2 separate regions of the Bicyclus anynana genome follow, and region 1 is linked to region 2. The links are chromatin contacts, called in public Hi-C maps. All regions are on one chromosome and are shown on one strand. The core of a region is the stretch at or near the end of the contact, and the rest is flanking DNA. Distances in the headings are between cores, read along the strand shown.

Evidence for each region. A called contact is a pair of places that touch in the nucleus more often than the background predicts.
Region 1: a Hi-C map of whole body shows a contact between it and region 2, with 2.8 times the contacts expected there. The contact joins the promoter of LOC112043386 here to the enhancer-like site in region 2. A contact is called at or near these places in 2 of 2 Hi-C or Micro-C datasets (whole body and whole larva).

The regions. Positions count from the first base shown.
Region 1 is chr22:1,677,137-1,680,113 of ilBicAnyn1.1, forward strand. LOC112043386 (calponin homology domain-containing protein DDB_G0272472) reads right to left here and starts at 1,301. Exons shown (of 19, transcript XM_052888452.1): 1 at 883-1,301. The coding sequence starts at 928.
Region 2 is chr22:1,631,808-1,634,870 of ilBicAnyn1.1, forward strand. It overlaps LOC112043386 (calponin homology domain-containing protein DDB_G0272472), which reads right to left. Exons shown (of 19, transcript XM_052888452.1): 4 at 1,148-1,350; 5 at 83-121. Among protein-coding and RNA genes, the nearest start is that of LOC112043386, 45 kb to the right of the region's middle. Within about 2 kb of position 1,259, at least 6 of the 8 cell types and tissues checked have open chromatin away from gene starts, as enhancers often do.

The sequences.
Region 1 (2,977 bases), core at 51-2,550, 45 kb after region 2:
TTTGTCTAATTTAATATTTTGTAACACATAATTTGTAGCTAGGTGCCAGGTAAAAAAAAAATTAATAAGGATGTTTATGGAGTTATTAATGTCATTCTCATGTTTAGTCATTGTTTAAACATTAATATAAAGGTATGGGTAGAAAACATAAGCCAATAGATAATTCTAGCTAATCACTTTGTATCATACACTAGTCACTACATAAATATCATATGCAATATATGAGATATGACATGCAATTTTGATGACAATATAATCAGGAAAATTTTTATATAGGATTGAAGACTGATAAGATTGTACCTACATAATAGAAAGCCTGCATTCTACATATCTGTATGTGTCTGTGTGTATTAACGAAAATTGTATGCACTTGCTATGCTAAAACATACCACTTACGTCAGCCTACAAATTGATAGTGTGTGACTCAAGGAACACATCATTTGGTACATTTGGTACATTTTATACATTTACAGTCGACTTTTGCACGACACTATGCGGTAAATGATCGAATTGCGACAATACTTATCAGTTTTACGATACATAGATATGATATAACGGTAACTGGGCAAGGAATCCGGCTGGATAATACCATCAATGACCAAATGACAGCTCCTCGGGCGGAGCGCTTAATGCACATCCCTGCGTAGATCCTACCGCCTGGTGGTCGTTTAGCTAATTTTAGAACATACCACGACGTCAAAAGACGTCCAAATGCGGATGAAAAACAAAACATCGGATTGCGTCGGCAACAATCCACTGCGGACATTCTCGAAAGCTGTACACGAGCCCACGACGTGGGGCCACGACGCGGTTTAGGGTTAGACGGTTTCGATCACATTTCACACTAAAACGGCACGTATCGATTTTAAATGCACACAATACCTTTACTTTCAGCTTTTTCGGTAATATCTTTCACGTCATCAACCATCTTGCTGGATGACAGTCACTCACTGTTCACTTTTTTTATTCGAACATATTTCGAAAACTCATAACTTCGTTCACTATTTTCAGCCAGACACGGCCAGCCAACGATCTATGCGACGGCACTTCGTTCCGTTCACTGCCAGCGACGTATGAACGGCGATTGGTGGCGATTGGCGAACAATCTCTGAAGATGGCGTCAATAAAACTTTAAACCGCTATTCCAAAAAAATAAACCACTCAAAATATACAATGAATCACCATGAAATCTACAGGCACTTTATATAATAGTTTAGTTTATTAAAATTACTCGGCGTATTCAGCTGATTTTAATTTTGAAAGATATCGTCACAGACCACAAATGAAGCAGACCTCTGACTCAGAACAAAGCTTTGTGCTGGTTAGAAATTTTGTATGTGTGTATAAAAATGTCATTCATAAATTTCTCGGACCTCTCTTTTACACTTGGGAAAAAATTAAATGTGGGGGGAAAGTCCTATCTCTTTCTAATTCAACACATGCATATAAATCGTAGTAAAATTAGGGATGTGCAAAAATCGTAATTAGAGAAATTAGTGCTGAACACACACACTTGTTGAAGATTTTTTAATGTACCGATTTTAGAAATTTCCGGTTTTCTCTTACACTACTAGTGCACCTAAATTTATATTTACTTGTTAGATTTTAAGGAAAAGAAAAGCCTTTAATATATTTAAATCTATTTATTTTGTTATTGTCTGTTAATTGTGTAGTGACTCTACCACCGGTTCGGAAGGCAGAAGAGCCGGCAAGAAACTCAGTGGTTGCTCTTTAAAAAAAAACATTATTTACAATTGTAATTATCATTCACAATCCCCAAAATTACAAATATTGTGTACATACAAATTTTAGGCTGGTGGAAAATCAATTACATATTGTTTTTCTATAACATTATGAGGATTCAATAAACAAATAAATTTGAGATAGAACAGTGTAACAGAATCAACATAATATTCTTAGTTCTTTACTATTTTTTTTTTTTACTTGACCTTGTAAATTATTAATTAAAAAACAATCATTTTAACTTAAGTATAATAGGCAACCTCTTTATAATGTGTCTCTGTAAATATTATTTATCATCGCTAAAACATTTGAGGGTATATATTTCTAATGCCGGATCAGAGACCATTATAATAAAAATAAGTAAGTGTAAGTAAGGTTACCTAAAAACCTAATTAAAATTATGTAATTTATTGTCATACAAAACAAAGATTGTGAGTTTTGCAAAATTATAGTTTTAAAAACAATAAAAACACAAAGCACGTACAATACTGTGAAATCCCACATTGTTTCAGTATTAAACATTTTTTTTACAAATTTAGCAATTTTTTTTACAATATACATTAGAATGTAATACAAAGAGCAAGATTTCTAATTAAAAGTACAACAAGGACAGGATATCACAGGAGGCACAGATTTGTTAGGACTTATACTTAATTATATGTATATTACTAGCAGACTTGACCATGGTTTTACCGGAATAGTAGTTTTGATTATAATGGGTGCTTGGCAGTATTTCCTATAACTCTGGGGTTACTCTTTAACGAAAATTAATACATAATAATAAATTTATATAATGACGTACATTAATACATATTTATAATTATGACGTAGCCAAGTTTTACGTATTTTAATGTTTGAAGACATAAAAAGATTTTATTTATTAGTTAAAAAAAAATATTAGTTATGCAGTTCGGTTCCTTTATGTGGACTCGTCGACACCTTGAAGTTATGGGAAATACTCCCGAGCACTCTGTATATGTTACAGATGTAGCTTTCTAGTAAAGAGTGGATTTCTAAAATCAGTAGTGTAAGTTTTTGAGTTAACTCTTAACAAACAAAAATCTATAATAATAGTCTATCAAAAAATAAATATAATAATAGAATACAAATACCTAATAACTTACTCTTACAAAAGTAATAGTTTGAAAGAATTCAAAATGGAAATTTGAAAGACTGATAAATAGCATGAAAAATAATCTTTAATTTAAATTCCAAGTTAAGAAAATATGAATAT
Region 2 (3,063 bases), core at 9-2,508:
TTTAAAAATATTAGTAAAATTAATAAAAAAATTGACAGAACATAACCAAAAACAACAGAAAAAAAACGTCGAAACTGCTTACAGTGATTCAAAAAAGTTCATCTGATCTATGGGGTTGGTACTGGAGGTGAGAAAACAAAAAATAAAATTAGTGCAAAATGAAAAAAAAAAAACAAATAAAATAACTATAATAAATAATCGGACTAAGCATTTTTTTTATTTTTTACAGTCCGATTAAAAAAAACAGCGTTCATAAAATTTCATCATTTTGTCAATTTTAGTAAAAAATAAACGTAAAAAAATGCTTCGACCGAGTTCAACAAATAACCCGGCACCCATAATAATAACTAAACAGGCCTTAAAAACTAATACTATAAATAAAAAAAATCACTAAAAGGGAATAAAGCTGCTTTTCCATGTGTTGCAATGAAGAGAACATTTAGTTCTCGAAACATTTGAACTTGAACACGATTAAAGATTATATTCTTCTCAGGATTAGATACCGTAGAATAGCAGAATGAAGTAATAATTTGTTTGTTGATCATACTGATTTTAAAATTAATTCCAATGAAACAGGCTCGCTCTCGAGTCTCGACCACGATCTCATCTGATGGTAAGTGGGGATGTGGTCCCAGTGTGCTTGTCTAGAAGATATTCACTCTTGCCTTGAAGATATTCAGCTTACCTAAGCTAACAGAGTTCCAGACCCAACTCAAGTGTAATGACTAACTTCCGCAAAATGAAGATCATTCTGATCGATAGTCGCGCTAAAACTCGAGAGCGGCTTTTATTTCAAAACAAGAGATTTAGGATATACTAAGAAATAGCGATATTCGCAAAAAAAAACATTCGTTTTATTAAGCCGCTGACTCATTAGCACGCTGCGAACACAACGACAACGTTTGCGAGCGGCTCACAGCGAGCCGAAAGTTGGATTGTTCTGCTGTGAGCAAATATCGTATTAAGCGTACAAGCGTAATCGTAGCGGTTCAGTCTACTCAATTTGGTGTTTCAACGACTGTTCAAGCTCTAATACTTGAATGTCTGTTCGGTGACAGTAGTAGCTCGCTAATGAGCACGCAGCTTTACGTGACATCGCTAACTAGTTCAATATAAAGCAATAGGTGTGATAACATTGGAAGCATACCTGCGCGCGGCCCAAAAGAAACCAGCCGAGTCGACTGGCTCAAGCAAGCGGGGCGTCGACGAGCCGAACGCGAACGCTGGTCGCGGCGACGAGCGAGCCGCTCGCGCTCGCTCCAACCGCTCGGTGCGGTCGCGTTCGCGTTGCAGCAACGCCTCGCGACGGGAGATGGACGCCTCCCATATCGCGCGTTTTCGTTCTTCTACCTGGAAAGAAATAAAAACTCATAAGTTTCCGAGTTCCATAATATAGGGCAATGCCTCATTAGTTGTCGTCGCAAAAGATCAACGTATTATGCTACACTTGCGCTGTGTTGACGCATGACGACAGTGCAACGACGACGCACGCACCCAGTCAGTTTCAACGATGGATACAAAGCAAATGAGTACTGTCTTTTGTCCTTTTAAACGTCGTCTGCGTCGTAAACCATGAATATAGCACGTCATTTGAAATATAAAAGGACGGAAATGGAAAACGACACAGCGCTGTCGCTGACGCTGCGACATCGTAACAGAACGCAACGAAGTAATGAGGCATTGCTCTAAATAGTAATCGGAACGAAATGCCTGTTTCTTCGTCCAAAACGCCGAAAGTATTCGCGAATTAATATACCAAAAAAATACAGTACTTAACACAAATCAAACAAAGTCTATGAAAGATAAAGTACTTAATAATTGTGTTGCTCCTGTAAAAAAACCCTCATTAAAATCAGTTTAGTGAGTTTCGGAACGAGAGCATAATTTTTTTTTTTTTATTCTTTACAAGTTAGCCCTTGACTACAATCTCACCTGATGGTAAGTGATGATGCAGTCTAAGATGGCATAAGTATAAAACACAAAAATAAATTCTTAACTAACTTTTTCGTATCATTTCACATCTTTCTTATAGCATAAACTCAATTTTGGTAATTTACTTTAATAATTATACACACTCGTTTTCTATTATTTTATTAAGTACATGCACATAATGTGTCAATAGGAAATATAGATTAGTTAATTAAAATTTATTGAAAGACAAATACTTATATAAGAAAATGCAGAACATACGACGCACGATTAAAGAAAGATAGATATCAAGTAGACATTATAATATATCATTAATTATAGTTTTTACAAAATTTTACAACAATGGCGAAAAATTCACACACACAATACCTAGCAGCATTCATATCCATTTTAAAAGCAAAGAGCGGTCTGAAACAATTTGAAACCCAACAAGCCGAAAGATATGAAGAAAGACTTCACAAGACCACAGAAAAGACATTCAGATGACGAAAAATCCTTTCTATACTAATATTATAAACAAGTAAAGGTTAATTTGTTAAATTGATATTATTTATATAACTCTCTTGACGAAAATGCCATGCTTTCTTTTAAATAATCTTACCAACGAAGCACCTGCGACTTCCCTCACCAAGTTCCCGTTTCCGTGGGAATAAAATATATCCTCGCTAGCTGATAATATAGCTTACCATTTGACATTATTTAAAATCTGTTTAGTATGACAAACAAACTGACATTCGCATTTAATATATTTGTTATCCATGTCCAGCAATGGACGTCCATCGGCTGTTAATCATGATGTGGACGATAATGGTGATATTTGTTAGATAAATTATTTTTTTAACACAGCTTGGTATATGGGTTCCTAGTTGACTACGGAAACTTAGAACTGGGACATAAACGGGGAAAAATATACCTTTTCAGAGCTTGCATCGCGTAAATCAGCGTAAAAGGTGAAAGTTACGTTTAAGTTGAAAGTAACTAAAAGGGTTTTTATGCGGACGAAGTTGCGAGCGCCCGTTAGTGTGAAAAGACCCGTGAATGAAAAATCGCTAGTGTGAAACTAAAAGGACAGTAAGCTTCGTAAATGCTCCGTGAAATACGCTCATGTGAAGATACTAAAACCAGCAAATGAAA